2 separate regions of the Sus scrofa genome follow, and region 1 is linked to region 2. Evidence: chromatin contacts called from public Hi-C data. All regions are on one chromosome and are shown on one strand. The core of a region is the stretch at or near the end of the contact, and the rest is flanking DNA. Distances in the headings are between cores, read along the strand shown.

The links. Hi-C and Micro-C count contacts between places; a contact is called where the count stands out from the background.
Region 1: a Hi-C map of blood shows a contact between it and region 2, with 3 times the contacts expected there. The contact joins two enhancer-like sites. A contact is called at or near these places in 14 of 47 Hi-C or Micro-C datasets (alveolar macrophages, blood, embryonic fibroblasts and 6 more).

The regions. Positions count from the first base shown.
Region 1 is chr8:11,106,458-11,111,238 of Sscrofa11.1, forward strand. CD38 (CD38 molecule) reads left to right here. Exons shown (of 8, transcript NM_001243883.1): 2 at 4,216-4,345. Among named protein-coding and RNA genes, the nearest start is that of CD38, 25 kb to the left of the region's middle. Within about 2 kb of position 1,749, at least 18 of the 83 cell types and tissues checked have an H3K27ac peak or open chromatin away from gene starts, as enhancers often do.
Region 2 is chr8:11,047,335-11,051,870 of Sscrofa11.1, forward strand. No RefSeq gene overlaps it. Among named protein-coding and RNA genes, the nearest start is that of CD38, 34 kb to the right of the region's middle. Within about 2 kb of position 2,432, at least 9 of the 83 cell types and tissues checked have an H3K27ac peak or open chromatin away from gene starts, as enhancers often do.

The DNA of each region.
Region 1 (4,781 bases), core at 499-2,998, 58 kb after region 2:
TCTTCTGCTTTCTGTCCTGCATTCCAGTCTGGTTGGCTTCTTCTTCCAGCCTCTTATGTTGGAGGTTCAATCCTTGGTTGTCTTTCCTTTGTCTTTCTTTCTTTCTTTCTGTGTGTGTGTGTGTGTGTCTTTTTGCCTTTTTTTAGGGCTGCTCCTGTGGCACATGGAGGTTCCCAGGCTAGGGGTCTAATAGAAGCTGTAAACCGCCGGCCTACACCAGAGCCACAGCAACACGGGATTTGAGCACAGCTCACGACAACACCGGATCCTTAACCCACTGAGCAAGGCCAGGGATCGAACCCGCAACCTCGTGGTTCCCTAACCACAGCACCACGACGGGAATTCCTGCTTTGTCTTTCAAATGCTGATCTCATGTAGTCTCATGAGTCCTCTGGACTCACATACTTACCCGTTCGTTTCACAGCTTCACTTGCGTGTCCGACGGACATTTAAAACTCAGGGTGCCCCAAACTGATCTCCTGATCAATACACCTCAACCCAAAGCCTTCTCCATCCCAGTTCATGGCAGCTCTATCCCTCCAGGGTCTCCAGCTTCAAACCTTGGAATTATCACTAACTAACTCTTGGTTTCTCTAACACCACAATCCTACCAGTTAGGAAATTGACAATGAAACCAGAATCTATCACTTCTCGCTGTCTCCACTGCTACTGCCCTGGTCCTAATCACGAGGGCACTGGTCTGGGTTACTGGTCTACCTTCCTCTGCCTTTTCCCCTCTTTCAGACCATATTCGACAAAGTCGCAGAAATCCTTTGGAACTTAAGTAGTGTCGTGTGCCTCCTCTGCTCAGCATCCCCTGTGGCTCCTCCATTCCCCCTCAGTGGAAGCTTATGAAGCTCTGTCCAGGCAATCAGCATTACCTTTCTGATCTCTCTTCTGTCCACTGTCCACCTCGCTCACTCTGGTCCAGGCATACTGGCTTCTCTACTGCTTCTTGAACATGTCAGGCACTAGGGCCACTGCGAAGGCTGTTCCTCCTGCCCAGAATTCTGTTCCCTGGGATCTTTATGGCTGAGTTCCTTGTTTCCTTCAATGCTTTGCTCAGATGTCATCTACTGTCATCTCTGCTCAACGCCGAGCACAGCCACCTCCTAGCCCATAACCTCTGGCTCCTTTAGCCTACCTGTTTTTCCCTTTTTCCATAGAATTTATAAATTTCTAGAATACTCTATAACTTACCTATTTATTATGCTGTTGTTTGTTTGTTTTTAGGGCTTCACTGTGGCATATGGAAGTTCCCAGGCTAGGAGTTGAATTGGAGCTGCAGCTGCCAGCCTACACCATAGCCCCAGCAACGTGGGATCCAGCCATGTCTGCGACCTATGTCACAGCTCAGGGCAACGCTGGATCCCTGACCCACTGAGCAAGGCCAGGGATCAAACCTGCATCCTCATGGATACTAATCGGACTTGGTTTCCCTGCGCTGCAATGGGAACTCCCATGATGTTTATTGTTTACTGTCAGTCTTGCTCTGGTAGAATATAAACTCCTACAGCACAGAGATTCTTGTCTATTTTGTCCACTGGTATATCTTACATGCTCATACATATACGTGGAACATAGTAGGTGCTCAATAATATTTGCCAGATTGATGATTTCTAAGCTTTCCTTCCGCCTGAAGAGTCTGATTTAAGACCTTACTTATAAAATCCTGATCGCCTCAGTGCAAATCCCCCTTTCCGCCACTAGGTGGCAGTCTTCACCTTCACTGCGGGCTCCCCGTAGCCTCAAATGTGAGCATTCACAGTTGAGTTAAGCTGCGTGTTTTCTTCGGTCCAAAACAAGCTGCCCGGCAGGACTCTACGGCAGGAAAATTCCGCAGACTGAGTGTAATTACCCCTCGGGATTCAACTGCTTTTAGGGAAGAAGACTTGGGATGTGAGTGCTTTCCTGGGGGAGCAACACATTATGAAAGTGACGTTGCTTTATTGCTGGGGACTTTTGCAGTGTAACTCACACGTGGGAAGGATGTAGGTTTAGAGAAAGGTGACAGGACAGAGTTGTGGCGCCTCAAGTAGGCTGACAACATACAACCTGGATTTAACCACCAAATATTATCTGTTTTTTTTAATTTTCACTTTAGCGTACAGCTTTAACCCTTTCTGCCCCATCCCATTTTACTCCATCCACTTACTATCCCTATGCTGGTCTTCAAAATTTCCTGTGACCTATAGGGAAATACAGACCCTCTGGGGTCCTCATTTCTGTTGGGACCCACTTCCTTCTGGGGATGGACAGGGCTGTGATCAATTTCCTGTGGGAGGCAGTATCGTTTAGCAGAAAGGGCAGAGTTTGGATGTAGCAGCTGTGCCGCTCGCAGATTGGTTTAGGGGCAAGTTCTTTTTTTTATTTTTCGTGGGTTTTTTTTGTCTTTTTAGGGTCATTCCTGGGGCAGATGGAGGTTCCCAGGCTAGGGGTCGAATCGGAGCTTTAGCTGCCGGCCTACACCACAGCCACAGCAAAGATCGCAACCACAGCAATGGGTTTGGGGGCAAGTTCCTGAGCTCTGAGCCTCTAGCTCTAAAGCAGGGGGCTGGTAGTGCCGCCCCTCCCCCATGGGGCTGGTGGGAGAGTTAAATTGGATGCGGGACAAGGTAAGCACCTAGCACGGTGCCTGGCACATGGTGAGTGCTCCATGGGGTTCTTACCCTCGCCTTCCTCCTTCAAGCATGACCCTCGTCTGACCCCCTGCCTCTGGGCCCTGGAGACAGTCCATCTGCGGTCGGAGGGAGGGAGAAGGAACGAGAAGTGCATGAGCAGGAGTGATGCATGGGGGCAGGTGAGGGGTCTCTTGGAAGGAGCAGAGTGGTGGGAAAGGGGATGACGTCCCAGTGACCTTGAATCCTGACATTTGTGCCCAGCCCGCATGCACCGAGCCTCCAGGTCACCGATTCAAGAGGTAAAGACAAAACTGCTATATCAGATCGAGAGTCCAGCTCAATACGGAAGAAAGGAAACTTGCTTATTAATAAATCACATCTTTCAGGAGTTCCTGTCGTGGCTCCGTGGGTTAAGAACCTGACCAGTATCCATGGGGATGCAGGTTCGATCCTTGGCCTCGCCCAGTGGTTTAAAGATCCAGCGTTGTGATGAGTAGGGTGTATGTCGCAGATGCGGCTTGGATTTGGTGTGGCTGTGGCGGTGGCGGTGGCGTAGCCTGGCAGCTGCAGCTGTGGTTTGACCCCTAGCCTGGGAACGTCCATATGCTGCAGGTTCAGCCCTAAAAAAGGGAAAAATACATAAACAAACGAATAAGGACATCACGTCTTTCAGAAGCTGCTCCTTAGCAGGTCAGGCATCATCGCTGATGCAGCGGGCTTCTTTCTACATGCCTCTCGGTTCTTCAGTGTCCCATTCAGACTGTGGGTTGCTGTTAATTCCCCCTGCCCCGCTGCTCCAAGCACCAACTCCACTTTAGCTGAACAAAGTGGGTTTATCACTCTTGGCTAGAAGCCTGAGCACTCGCCGGGAGGGATCCACGGAGGCAGGGGACAAAGGGAAAGGACTTGTAGGATTTGGGTCTGTTCTTTTTTGTTTTGTTCACTAGTTTGTATTTCTTAGGGTCCGTGTATCAGTGAGATCATATGGTTTTTGTCTTTTTCTGCCTGACATATTTCAGTGAGTATAAATGCCCTCCAAGTCCAACCATGTTGCTGCAAATGGCAACATTATTCTTTTTTGTGGCTGAATAGTATTCCATTGTGCATATCTGTATATCTGCTTCTGGATTAATTTTTCCGACCTGATTTCTCACGACCGCCCTCCTTTTCACTCACTTCCTCCAAATCAGCAAAATCTTTTCTGCCTCAGGGCCTTTGCACTTGCAGTGTCCTTGGGCAAGAACGAATTTCTTCTCAATGCTTGGTCTCAGGGAGCCCTCTCCTGACCACCCTCCCTAAAGGGGTCATTGCTTCAATAGTCCCCACTGGTTTCCTGCATTCTTATCATAATCCATACTTACCTTGTTAGCTTATTTGCTTATTTTCATACCGTCTATCTCTAAGCAGAGAGCGAGCCCCACAAGGGCAGGGGGACTCATAAATACCACTTTAGACACAGTGAGGCATCTGAACAGCTTTGCACACAGCGAATAACTTCGTAAATGAGATATGTGGGGGGTAATTCTACTCTAAGTATATGTTAGAAAATCTAATTATTCGTGAATAATTCAAATCATCATGTTTTATCTCACAGAGATAGAGACTGCCAGAAGATTAAGAAGGCATTCACAGATGCATTTATCTCTAAGGACCCCTGCAGTGCCAGAGAGGAAGACTACGACCTGCTGATGAAGCTGGGGCATCAGACTGTGCCGTGCGACAAGGTAAGTGTGTCAAGTTGTGGATTTAACCCTGAGGGTAAAAGCCAAAGGGAACATGATGGAAGATAGCATGAAAAAAAAAAAAAAGAATGTATATATGTGTATATATATGTGTGTATGTATGACTGGGTCACTTTGCTGTACAGAAGAAATTGAAGCAACATTGTAAATCAACTATACTTTATTTATTTATTTTTTAACAAAGCCAAAGGGAAGAGGTCATGGGACCAAATTTTTTTTCTCCCTGCCCCGGACATGCAGAAGTTCCCAGGCCAGGGATCGAACCTGTGCCACGGCAGCAACCTGAGCCATAGCAGTGCCGTCAGATCCTTAACTTGTTGTGCCACCAAGGAACTCCACGGGACGGAATTTTGACTGGAATGAGGGAAGAGGAATTTTGCAGGCATGGTGGGCAAGGAAGGAGCTTGTGGGGCCATTG
Region 2 (4,536 bases), core at 1,182-3,681:
GAGACCCTCTGAAGCTGCCTTCTCTCAGTTCCCCCTTCTCGATGGAAGCCTCTCTATTCAGTCCCTTTGTTTGCCTTCTCCTTGAAGCGTCACCTTGTCCCACTTTCAGATGCATTTGTTTTTATGTCTCTCGGGAGGACAGTGAGGGTTTCTCAGGGCTACCTGAGATGCTGTCTCCCGGTAGGTCTTCATTTGGCCCCAAATAAACTTTAACTCTCAAGTTGCAGGCTGTGCATTTTTTTAAAGTGGACAAGCTATAGATCAGAGGTTCCCACAACCTCAGCTCTGCGTTCCATTAATTTGCTAAAGTGGCTCACAGAACTCAGGAAACCCATTTGCTCACTAGATTCCCACTTGATACCCAGGATATAACTTAGGAAAAGCCAGATAGAAGAGATCCGGAGGACAAGGTATGGAGAAGGGGCCCAAAGCCTCCTTACCTTCCCAAGCAAGCATCACTTCTCCCACACCTCCAAGGGTTCACCAACCTGGACAGCATGAGTGATGAAATCACTGGCCATTCACCAATGAACTCAAACTCCAGCCCCTCCCCCACCCCCAGAAGTCAGGGGGGCTGAAAGTTTCAATCCTCTAATCAAGTGATATTTCCTCTGGCAACCAGCCACCTTTCTTACGGGGCGGGACGGGGGGGGGGGGAGCTGGTGGTCCAAAAATCACTCATTAACATAACAGAAGACAAGTTTACTGCTCATCTCACTTAGGAAATTTCAAGGGTCTTAGGGGCTCTGTACCAGGAACAAGAACGAAGAGCAAATACATATCTCTCATTATAAATCACAATATGAATCTTTGGGCTTCAAGGCCACTTCATGGAGATTGAAGTCAAAGCCTCCCGCCAAGACAAGAACTACCAGACCCTTATCATCCCGCAACATGGTAATGCCCCCTCTTCTACCCTGAGCAACTTGACCTACTCCTTCCCACCCCTACTAGGGAAGGCATGTGGCCCCTTTCTCAACCACCCCTATAGGGGCCTTGTATGACCCCAACGAACCAGTAAGTGTATCATAAGACCCCTCTTTCCCCAACCAATCATCAGGTCAGCAGGTGTATTGTGAGACCTCTTCTCTCCCTGGGTTATAAAAACAGACATGAAGGAATTCCCATCATGGCTCAGTGGTAATGAACGCAACTAGCATCCATGAGGATGCAGGTTCAATCCCTGGCCTTGCTCAGTGGCTTAAGGATTCAGCGTTGCCGTGAACTATGGCGTAGGTTGCAGATGTATCTCAGATTCTTCGTTGCTGTGCCAGTGGCAAAGGCTGGCAGCTGCAGCTCTGATTTGACCCCTAGCCTGGGAACGTCCATATGCTGCAAGTGCAGCCCTAAAAAGACAAAAAAAAAAAAAAAAAGCCAGACATGATCACATGCTCACTATCAGCTCTCCCTGATTATTAGGAAGTCACCCTGCTGTGCCAGCAGCATTTCTTTTTTTTTTTTTTTTTCTGTCTTTTGTCTTTTTGTTGTTGTTATTGTTGTTGTTGCTATTTCTTGGGCCGCTCCCGCGGCATATGGAGGTTCCCAGGCTAGGGGTTGAATCGGAGCTGTAGCCACCGGCCTACACCAGAGCCACAGCAACGCGGGATCCGAGCCGCGTCTGCAACCTGCACCACAGCTCACGGCAACGCCGGATCCTTAACCCACTGAGCAAGGGCAGGGACCGAACCCGCAACCTCATGGTTCCTAGTAGGATTCGTTAACCACTGTGCCACGACGGGAACTCCCGCCAGCAGCATTTCTATTACCAATAAATTCTTCTTGCTTTTCACCCCAATGCGAGTCCAGAAATTCTTCTTCTGATCCGCGTGCACAGACCTCGCACGACAGAAACCAAGTGGGGTTGCAGCCCAACATTGTGGCTAACAGCAGATTCTGTTAGATGTGAATGAATGACATTTCTGCCGCATCAGTTAACAAAGGACATTGCAGCCATCAAGCCATCACATTACTGCCACCAAAAGTGATCCCTGAAGGAACAGAAGATGGACAAAGGATGTCCACCATCTAGCAGTCAGCCACTGCAACACACACACACACACACACCCACACCTGCCTCAAAGATGCACCTTGGGGTGGGTCAGAATGAGAAAGCACAGGATGCTGGCCCCAGAGAGCTGAGGTGCTTATCATGGGAAAGATTTCAGTGAGTCTAGGCTCTTGCATCTACGCATACATAGAAAAGCGCTAAATTCCCTAATTTGAGATGTCTAGTTTCCTTTAATTAATAGTCATCTTTGGATGTTCCAACTCTTTGGTCTTTTTTGCAGAAACTCCTACAGATCCTGGCTCCTCCGTCACCTCTTCAGGTTAGTCCCTCAGAGCCACCCGAGAGGCTGTGTCCTGGCTTACATCCCCAGGAAGTCCTCTAGATAAAACAGAACTCTCAACTTTTAGGGTGTGCATTTCCTTCAGTTGACAGACATCCGGCCCCTTCTGCCTCTATCCCTTGCTGCAGGGCCCTGGGCAGATCACACAGGTTTCTGAGTTGCACTGCTTTGTTGTAAGTAGGGATTACAAGTACGCAGAATAAGTAAATCCATGTACATAAAGAACCAGAACAATGCCTGGTATGTGGTGAGTAAGTGCTAGTTGCTAGTATTGTTATTACTGCTGGAGGTGTTTGATAATTATCTAGACACCAGTATAGTACTTTCTAGTGCAGGTCCAGAGATTACTGTGCAGCAGGCACTGTGCCCAGTACTTTCACAGACTTCCTTTTCCAGCCTCACCCACCCCATCAGGTCAGTTCTACTACATCCTGTTCTGCAGAGAAGTCATAGACGTAGAGAGCTTTTGTTACATGGGTAAGATCACACAACTGCAGCATCTCTGAGAGTTCCTCCTGTCTGGGCAGGGTGGCAGAAAGCCTTAGCAAAAGCAGCGACACACCAACTCTACTTCTTCATGAACTGACATATCCAGCGCCAGCACCATGCCTGGCACTCAGTGGGTACCTTATGCATATGCACTGAGTGAGTGAATGAGTGATAGGAATTTGACCCCAAGGGGAATGCTCATGAGAGGCCCCAGAGCACAAGAGAGGGAACCGGACCAGCACCTGGAGGAATTGAGTTCCAGTCTTTCCTGTTCTGTTCTCAGTCTCCACGATAACCACCCTAAAATTTGGTCATTTGCCCCCTAGCACAGCACACTTGATAGCCAGGGCGTTTTGGAACCTGAGGAGGGAATGGGAGAACCGTGACGGTGAAGACAGTTGACTTAACCCAGTAAAACACCTCGTTATTTTCCCAGCAAAATGGGTTTATTTAGGAGCAGCACAGAATTGGAATTCGGGACATGCAACAATGGCAACAACACACAAGTTGGGTAAAACAAAGGAGTGGAAACTCTTTTTTAGAGGAGAAGGGGCAATTGGGAGGGACTGTGATAAACAGAATGTCCATTGGAGGAAACTGGGAGTTCGAAGTATAGCAGCTTTCCATTGGCTGAGTGGGGATTGTCTTTCATTGGCTGAAGTGTTGCCAGGCAAGGAGAAAATTTTTCTTCCTCCTGCTGGAGGTAGTAAAGCAGTGTCATTTCCTGTGGGAGATGTGCGGTTCACCTCTTCCTGTTGGCATCTCTATGGACCTACAGGGGTACCTGTGTGAGAAGTCCCACTTCAGGCATCCGGACTCCATTTGAGTGGAGTTTCCCTTTATTAATTTTTGCAAGACACAGACACTCGGCAAGTCTGAAGGCACACACGCTTTTGATACTTCAAAGGAAGCTAGCATCTTCAGGGGCCCCGGTTGAGTCTGATTCATGCCAGTCTTCCTCCCCCCCGATCCCCAAATTTTCAGAAAAAACAAGACAAAATAGAAGCGCCATTTGAAGAGGAATTTCAGACCTTTGAGAAAAAGCATAATGTCCTTCCTTGCTCAGATGCTAGAGACATCTGTGTGGTGGACACGCTAACGCAGTGGAGGACAAAAAAATAGATCAGAGAATGAGAAGTTAAAAGGAAGGACCTGGAATGATGCTGGTAAATAAAAAAGGAGAAAAAGAATGAGAAAAAAAAATCTTTAAAACATTCTGAATATTGGTTGATTCAACAAATATATTGGGGGAGATCCTGTCGTGGCTCAGTGGTCAACGAATCTGACTAGTATCCATGAGGACACGGCTTTGATCCCGGGCCTTGTCAGTGGGTTAAGGATCCAGTGTTGCCGTGAGCTGTGGTGTAGGACACAGATGCAGTTCAGATACCGAGTTGCTGTGGCTCCAGTGTAGGCCAGCGGCTACAGCTCCGGTTGGACCCCTAGCCTGGGAACCTCCATATGCCACAGGAGCGGCCCTAAAAAGACAAAAGACCAAAAAAACAAACAAACAAATATTGGGAAGCACCAGACTTTGATAAAACAACATGGTGACCCTCTTCTGATGATGCTCAAAGACATGGAGCGGGCGGGATCACATCTCGGCCGGCTGATGGGTTGCATGTCTGAACTTCCCCTTGGCCATAAATGTTACGGACTAAATTGGGTTCCTCCCCAATTCATGGTTTGTTACGGCAAC